Regions from separate parts of the Sus scrofa genome. Here region 1 is linked to region 2. A link is a contact called in public Hi-C data. All regions are on one chromosome and are shown on one strand. The core of a region is the stretch at or near the end of the contact, and the rest is flanking DNA. Distances in the headings are between cores, read along the strand shown. Region 1 holds the start of DYNC1LI2 (dynein cytoplasmic 1 light intermediate chain 2). Region 2 holds the start of CMTM4 (CKLF-like MARVEL transmembrane domain-containing protein 4).

Region 1 (4,465 bases), core at 1,799-4,298, 55 kb before region 2:
AAATGTACCTTTTGGAGCACCTTCTGCAGAACCATAAAAGTTGAATGGATCTCTGGCACATATCAGCCCTTGAGAGAATTAAAGGTAGGAGTCTATCAGAGTTCCTGCTGTGGCACAGCGGAAATGAATCCGACTTGTAACCATGAGGTTGTGGGTCCAATCCCTGGCCTCAATCAGTGGATTAAGGATCTGGCATTGCCATGAGCTGTGGTGTAGGTCGAAGATGCAGCTTGGATCTGGCGTTGCTGTGGTTGTGGTGTAGGCCAGCAGCTGCAGCCCTGATTAGACCCCTAGCCTGGGAATCTCCATAGGCTGCAGGTGCGGCCCTAAAAAGCAAAATAAAATAAAATAAAAGAGTCTATTACTTTCCCTTCTACATCCTTTATCCTTCATGCTGATGAACCCCCAACTCCTACTTCCTGCTTCAGCTGAACAGTGTCAGTTCCTCTTAGGAGCTTAGTCACTGACCACTGGACACCTTTTTGTTTATAAACTCTGTCCAGAAAGAAATGTGGCTTCACTGGCAGAGTAGAGGGATCAGCTTCTTTTCTAGGCCCAAAGACGTTTTATGGACCTTACATAAGATGCTTTTTGACATTCTACATGACCATCTCTTTGATTATAGTTGACATAGACTTAGGAATTAATTTATCTTGTTCTTACACATTTATTTTTAACACCACTACAGGACTTCTGTGGTCATTGTTATTTTCATCTTGTTAGATTTAGTCTGTACTCAGTTTTCATCCAGTATGTGAGGGCTTCTTTCCTGCTTCAGGTCATCCACAACTTGTATGTGTGTGCTGCTGCATTCTCATCTAAGACACTGATGGCACTCTAAATTGGCTGGGCCAGGGGAGGAGATGGGGGCAGGCTTCCTCTGGTTGTCCTTGCTCATTAGCCCATGCTGGGCCTGGTCTTTTTTCTTTTCTTTTCTTTTTTGCTGTTTACAACCACACCCTTGGCATATGGAGTTCCCCAGGCTAAAGATCTAATCAGAGCCACAGCTGCCAGCCACAGCCACACAGGATCCAAGCCGAGTCTGCAACCTACACCACTGCTCATGGCAATGCTGGATCCTTTACCCACTGATAGAGGCCAGGGATGGAACCTGCAACCTCATGGTTACTATGTCAGATTCGTTTCTGCTGCACCACCACAGGAACTCCTGGGCCTGGTCTTTAACAAGCCTCAGTATTATCATTCAGCCTATATTTCACTTTCTTGTTTATGCTGTCCATTGGCAAATGCCCTGTTGAAATCTGCATTTGCTATGTCTGCAGCATCCTCCTCTCTGGCATTCCTGCAAAAAAGAAACCATGTAAATCTGGTGCTATCTTTTCCATTTCAAACTGGTCACATTAGAGAATTTCACCTAGGGCAGACGAAGTTCGCTGGCCTGTAGTTTTCAACTCCATTTTATGTCCTGTGAAAATTAGGATACTTGCTTGCCTTTTTATGAGGTACACTGCTTGCTCTTCCTCGACTTCCAGGGGTATAGTTCTTGATAGGTTTGCATTCTCATTGTCTTGTTTTAACCTTACATTCAGGTTGGCAGATGATTATGCCTATTTGTTGGATCCGTTGAAATTCATGCTGCCAAAATTTTGGCAGAGCCAGGATCAGAATTCAACTCATCTGAAACCCACATACACAATTGTTTTTCTGCCATTCCCACTTCGTTGTGACATTTAGAAATGTAAAATGTTTCTGTTTCCACAAAGATACCAAGAGCCCTCAGATAGAAGCCACACCTAAAGTTAAGCTTGATAGGTGACATTTATTTTTTCTTTGCTTTTCTTCCATTACCCTCTTCCTTCCCTTCTCTCCCCGTCGCTACCCCCTTCACATGCCTTCCTTTTTCCTTCTTTCTTTTCCCCTTCCTTCCTTCCCTCTCTTTCAAAAGGAAATGGAAGCCTCCTATTTCTGGTTGGCTACCAGAAAATACAAATTAAAAAAAAAAAAACCAAACTGTCAGGGAGTTCCCATCGTGGTTCAGTGGTAACAAATCGGACTATTATCCATGAGGAAATGAGTTCAATCCCTGGCCTCTATCACTGGGTTAAGGATCCAGCATTGCCATGAGCTTCAGTGTAGGTGGGAGACACCGCTAGGATCTGCTTCGTTCCTGTAGCTGTGGCATAAGCCAGCAGCTGCAGTTCCGATCTGACTGCTATCCTGGGAACTTCCATATTCTGCATATGCGGCCCTAAAAAGACAATAATAAGTCAATCAATCAATCAATCAATAAAATAATCTGTTAAGTATCCACATTGCTGCAGCTGTGGCACAGCCAGTGCAGCCAAAAACAAAACCTGTTAACAAAGCAAACTAAGGTGTATTTAGTGGTAAAGATCACTACCTGATGGTCCTAATAGAGTCAAGGAAGACGGTGAAAAGTAGGATATTTGTGAGGATTTGAGGATCTCGTTTAAGGCCAGTCTTTCAATTCGGGGGTAGATTAGCATTTGGCAAAATTCATGATATAATAGGTTAAGACCGGTGAGTAAGACTGGAAGTGTCAGGATGCTATCAGAAGATAGCTAGAAAGCACTGGGTCCTTGGTCAGGTTTCTTCAGATTTCTGAGATTCGGATTCATCACTTGTAAGAATTAGATAAGATTCAGTGAGATACTGTGTGACCACACGGTAAAAGCCCGATAAACGGTGCTGTCATGTATCAGTTTCATTCCAAAGCCTGTCCCGTCTCTCCTCGACGGCGCAGCAGGAGTGGCCAGCGCGCGAGGAGCGGGGCGGGGTGCCGTTGTGCCCGTCGGCCAGCAGAGGCCACTAGCGCGCCCTCCGCCCGGGCGGCTCCCACTCGCGCCGCCGCTTCCGCGAGCAGGGCTGTCCCGGCGGCCGCCTGACCGTCGCCCACCTTCAGACACCGCAGTGGCCTCACGACCCTACGGGAGCCCGTGAACATCGAAGGCCCGGAGGAGGGCGGCGGGCGGCAAGGACCCCTTGGGGCGGGCGACGTGGGGCGCGGCGGGCGGCCCGGCCGGGGTCCTCGCGGGTCCTCGGCGGGCCCGGGGGAGGGCCCTCTTTGTGGCTGCAGTTGGCAAGATGGCGCCGGTGGGGGTGGAGAAGAAGCTGCTGCTGGGCCCCAACGGGCCCGCGGTGGCGGCCGCCGGTGACCTAACCAGTGAGGAGGAGGAGGGCCAGAGCCTATGGTGAGACTACGAGGCGGCCAGGCTGAGCCGGCCGGGCGAAGGGAGGGCGCGCCGGGCCCGGCCGGACCGTCGGACAGACTGACGGGCCGTCACTGGCCGGTCAGGTTCAGGCTGGCTGTGGGACCCACCTCTTTGCTGTTGTCCCCACAGGTCCTCGATCCTGAGTGAGGTGTCCACTCGCGCCAGGTCCAAGTTGCCGTCCGGCAAGAACATTCTCGTGTTCGGTGAGCGCCAGGGACGGGGCGTTGCCCGGGGAGCTGGGGTGGGCGAGGCGGACGCCCTCTCACCGAGCCTAGGCTTCCTCTCCCCTACGGCCTGCCTGCAGCCTGCCTCGCCCGGCAGGGCCTGGAAACCCTGGCTGCACAGCCGGAGAGTGGTTGAGTCCACCACGCCCGGAGTCGGGACGGTGCCCCTTTTTGAGAGCCCAGGGATGCTGGCAAGGGGTTGTGGGCACATTCCTTAGTCGCCGTAGTTTGGCTGCAGCATCAGCTCTGCTTTAGAACCCTGGTTCTCTGCTCTAATAGCCTCAAAGTTCACCATACTGGGCGTAGAGAGGGGAGTGAGTAGATTGGAAGGTTAGCGGAGGTGGAGGAACGAGGTAACTGGGGATCGGGTTCGGGGGAGATGCCACAAAAGCCGTTTTTGGATCTGGATGAGCATTGCACAGTGGGAGGGACGTTGCAAAGGACAGCAGGCTCTGGAATCCTCACCAGGGGCTTTACTTGCATTATTTCAGCCTTCACTGCTGGGCTAACTGGTTTAGGTTCCTCACCATCTCTGGTGTCGTTTCCTTGTACAAATGAGGAAGTTTGGCTGGGTTCCTTCCTATGGCAAACCCGTTTGTTTGTTGAGTGAGTCCTGTAGGTTGGTCACTGGGACAGCACAGACATCCCTCAGACACCACACAAGAATCTCCGTCTAATGAGACATGGGTGGATGTGTTGGTAGATGTGTGAGGTTGCTCGGCATGGGCAGGTTATTCTCTGAGCATCATACAGTCTAGTGCTTGCTGTTTGAAAGAAGGTACTTCTTGGAGTGAGGTGTTTTCAAGGATAAATGTCAACATGCAGTGGCCACAGAGGGTTCGTGTTTGCAGGAACACAGGTGACAAGAGCATAAGGGGATTGGAAGCTACCACAACCTCCTCGTGGAAGGTAACTGATGAAGTAAGTTGTGGGCAGATTGTGGAAAGCTGAAGGGTTGATACTTTTTCCTGAAGGCACCCAATTCTCAGGGGCTTTTCATTCACCTCCATCCCCTAATTCTCTTGGGAATCACTGCAAGGGTGGTTT
Region 2 (4,009 bases), core at 671-3,170:
GCCAGCTTAGAATTTAGCTTTATTGTATCTGCTAAGTCAGTTACTATTAGCCATTTGCTTTTCTGCTTCCAACATTTTGTCGCCCATAGTCCCCTTTCCCATTCTTTGTCCCTGTGGTTATATGCCCTTAAAAAATAAATCTCTGTCATTTCACTGGGGTTTGGGGAGAAAGCAGAGGCCTGAATGTCTATCCAAACATTAAACTTTTTTTTTTTGACTGCACCCGGCATGTGGAAATTTCCAGCCCAGGAACTGAACCCAAACCAGAGCTGTAACAAGCCGGGTTCTTAATTCACTGAGCCGTGAGGGAACTCCTCAACTTGTTATCTTTAATTGGCAGTCTATCTCCAAGTCCTAGCATGTTCCTTAGCCTATAATAAATGCCCAACAAATAGTTGTTGGTTGAATAGAGTAGTAGTAGAGTCACTATCTTTCCCATGTTTATTTTATTTTTTTTGCTTTTTAGGGCTGCACTTGAGGCATATGGAGGTTCCCAGGCTAGGGGTCCAAACGGAGCTATGGCTGCTGGCCTCCATCACAGCCACAGCAACATCAGATCTGAGACACGTCTTCAACCTACATCACAGCTCAGGCAACACCGATCCTAAACCCACTAAGTAAGGCCGGGGATGGAACCTGCAACCTCACGGTTCCTAGTTGGATTCATTTCCGCTGCACCACACAGGAACTCCTGTCTTTCCCATCTTTAGTAACTAAAAGGTGGGAGCCCTTTAAATTGCAATCTCCTTAGTTATGGCATTTACTGCTTCTCATTTCACAAATTCACAAGGCCATCTGAATTATATACTAGACAACATTGTGTAGTGAAAAAAATCTGGAAAGGAGTAGGCTCTGCCTACCAATTGTGTGGCCTGGAACTAGCAGTCTATAACCTTAGTTTTGTCTTCTGTAAAATGGGAACAATGACACTTTCAGATGCCTTTCTCAGTGCCTGGAGCATGGGAAGTTCTAGATATTTGTTGTCTGGAAAGGTTCAATACCAAAGCGACAATTCTTAGAAAGTCAGTGTTTTATTTCAGCTTAAAATTAGCCTTCACACTTGAATTGCAAATTGGCCCCTAATTAATGCCCATTAGCGAAAAAATCTGTGTTTAACCTGACTTGATTAGACAGAGATCACGAAACCTTTTCAGCTAAGAGAGGAAACTAATGTTAGTTCACCGAGGGTCTCCTCTGGGCCAGCACCCGTCCGTGGTCAGGCGGGTGGATCCAGAACGTACATTGGGAGTTATTCACAAATATTACCCTGTGTCTGTCTTGCAGTCCCAGTACTAAGCGACCCTACTCATCCTGACTTCTCCTCACCCCTGACCGGCTCAGCCCCGACCAGCGTGCCACAGGGTGCCCAGCCTGGGGGACCAGAGGGAAACCCTCTGATCAAACAGTCCGAGTCAGGCCCAGCCTGGGCCCTGTTCCCAGCACCGGGGTTGCGCAGCACCTCTTGGTCTTCATCGGGAAGTCCCCTGGTCTACCTGCAGGGGACCCCACTTCCGCCAGAGGAGAAAATGAGGCAGCGCCCTGGAAATGCAGCTCTGTGCCCCCCGACCCTCCCGTCAGCCTCCAGTCCTCCCGGACCCCACGACCCCCCTTCTTTCGCGGTCCCCAGCCCTTGCACGCTGTGATCTCAGGGCGCGCAGCCGCGGCCCGGGCGCTCTCGCGCCCGCAGGTGAGGGCGGGGCCAGAGGCCCCGGCGCCCCGCCCCGCCCCGCCCCGCCTTCCCGAGGCCCAGAGGAGCGGGCAGCCACCTCCACTCGCTGGCTCCGCTGAGCGCCGCCGAGCGGCCGGCTGTTCGCTCCGCCCCCTCCCGGCCAGCCGCGCCGGCTCCCGCCTCCTTTCCTCCCCGCCCGCTCCCGCCTCCCTCCCTTTCTGCTGCTGAGGCGGCGGGAGCCGAGCCCGAGCGGACCGAGCCGCGGCCGCAGCCGGGCGGCTGGCGCAGAGGAGCGCGGCGGCGGGCAGGCGGTCAGTCAGGCGACGGCGACGATGCGGCGGCCCCGCTGAGCCCGCCAGCTCCGGGCGCCTGGGGCCGGCCGCGCGAGGCGGCCGGGGCTGGGCGGCAGCATGCGGAGCGGCGAGGAGCTGGACGGCTTCGAGGGCGAGGCCTCGAGCACCTCCATGATCTCCGGCGCCAGCAGCCCGTACCAGCCCACCACCGAGCCGGTGAGCCAGCGCCGCGGGCTGGCCGGCCTGCGCTGCGACCCCGACTACCTGCGCAGCGCGCTAGGCTGCCTCAAGGTCGCCCAAGTGGTAGGTGCCGGGCGGGGCCCCAGGTGCGGGCGGGCGGCCTAGCTGTGCGCCTTCCTCCCTGCTCCCGCTTCGGGGGGCGCAGGCCGGGACGGCCTCCGCCTCGCACCCGCTTTCCTGGGCCAGACCCTCGCTCCTCGCGCCCCCTCTGCTTGGTCGGGTCCCCGGGCCACCCCCCGGCCGGCCCTGGAGACCCTGCCTTCCCCAGCCCTGCTGCCTCAGGTGTGCGCCTTCTACCTGAACACCTGCCCCGGGGCCTATTTGTCCATTCCTTCCTTCGAGCCTATCTCGAGCCTCTGTGATTAATTGATTGGGCTTGGTGGTGCGCAGAGCCCGGCGCGGGGTCAAGCCATCCCCTGAGTACTACTGGTCAGAGCAACTTTTGGCAGGTTTTCGGTGCCCGCACATCCTGCACTCCTCTGACGGTCCTTGTTTGTCTCGGCTTCCACCTCTGGGGACTGTGGCTGGTTTCTTCTCCCGCGTCCAGTAGCGTGCCGGGCATATGGTAGATGCTCAAATAAATGTTTGTTGAATGGAGGTATGTAGTCTCGATGCATTGGGGGAGCACAGATTTGCCCAGAGAGTCTCCGGTTTACACTGCAGAGGTTTGGTTCCTCCTAATTCACCCAGAAGATAGAACCGGCATCCCTGAATCCTCTGCCCCAGCACAGTGGCTGGCATTGCCCAATTGGTACCCGAAGTTAAATCACTCTGGGAGGGCAGCCAGTTTTGGAGGTAACAGAAACAGAGAACTTTCTGTTGGACTTGTCTATGGTAGAGCTCATTTCTCAGAATTCTTATTTTTAGCTTCCAGGGTGTTTAGGGCAGGGGCCTGCCCTCCCCCACCTTTTGTGGTTTTCCAAGAGGCCTCTTTGGTTAGTTGCTTAGCTCTGTTGTGGATAGAACATACTTCAGTTGGGGAAAAAACCGTGTCCCAGTATTCCCTGACACAGGTAGGCCTTCCTCTGAGGCCCTGCAGCGAAACTTTATGGACTTCTCAGCCAGAGAAGCCATTTGCACAAAGCTGCAATGTCTGTGCATTTTCTTTCTTCCCAGCATCCGTCTTTTTTGTGCTTACTTGAGTACAAAAATAAATGTTCCTTGGGAATAATATAATATATGGATTCCCTTTAAATAAAGGTCTCAGTGTTTGTAAATTGCAGAATCAGAGACTTTTATCTTTCTCTTGGGTGAAAGGCTTGTTCTGCTGATTGTGGAAGGGTTTTTTTTTGAAAGGCTCTCAGGAAGACAAATAGAGCAGGTTATCCCTCTCTAGAACTTTTAAACTGATCTTATCCAGTAACCCGGAATGTTCTTAGAGGTGAATTGGTTCTGTAGTGAGGCATTGCTGTTAGCAAAAAGAATGGAGGAGGTTGGGGGAGGTGTATAACTGTCTTTTAAAAGAGGCAGTTAGGAGTTCCTGCTTGGTGCAGTGGGTTAAGAACCCAACTGCAGCGGCTCGGATGGCTGCAGAGGTGTGGATTAGATTCTTGGCCCAAAGGATCCCGGGTTCAGTCCCTGGCGGGAAACTTCCATGTACTGCCGGTGCGGCCATAAAAAGAAAAAAAAGAAAAAAAAAAAGAAAAAAGAAAAAAAGCTGATGTTTGAGTACAATGTAGGTAATCAGAAATGAATAAAAGAGCAGGGCGGGAACTTGGACCCAGGTAGAATATATAGGGCCTTGTTAAGTACCTTGCTTTGTTTGCTCTGGACTTTTGCACTGGAGCTTGCCACTCAAAGGATCTGG

The links. A called contact is a pair of places that touch in the nucleus more often than the background predicts.
Region 1: a contact with region 2 is called in a Hi-C map of skeletal muscle, with 2.4 times the contacts expected there. The contact joins the promoter of DYNC1LI2 here to the promoter of CMTM4 in region 2. A contact is called at or near these places in 1 of 5 promoter capture datasets (liver), 5 of 47 Hi-C or Micro-C datasets (adipocytes, liver, skeletal muscle and 1 more) and 1 of 2 datasets of contacts at active chromatin or transcription factors (skeletal muscle).

Annotation. Positions count from the first base shown.
Region 1 is chr6:27,444,721-27,449,185 of Sscrofa11.1, reverse strand. DYNC1LI2 (dynein cytoplasmic 1 light intermediate chain 2) reads left to right here and starts at 3,048. Exons shown (of 13, transcript NM_001243620.1): 1 at 3,048-3,173; 2 at 3,324-3,397. The coding sequence starts at 3,067.
Region 2 is chr6:27,389,389-27,393,397 of Sscrofa11.1, reverse strand. It overlaps CMTM4 (CKLF-like MARVEL transmembrane domain-containing protein 4), which reads left to right and starts at 1,920. Exons shown (of 4, transcript XM_021094005.1): 1 at 1,920-2,265. The coding sequence starts at 2,080.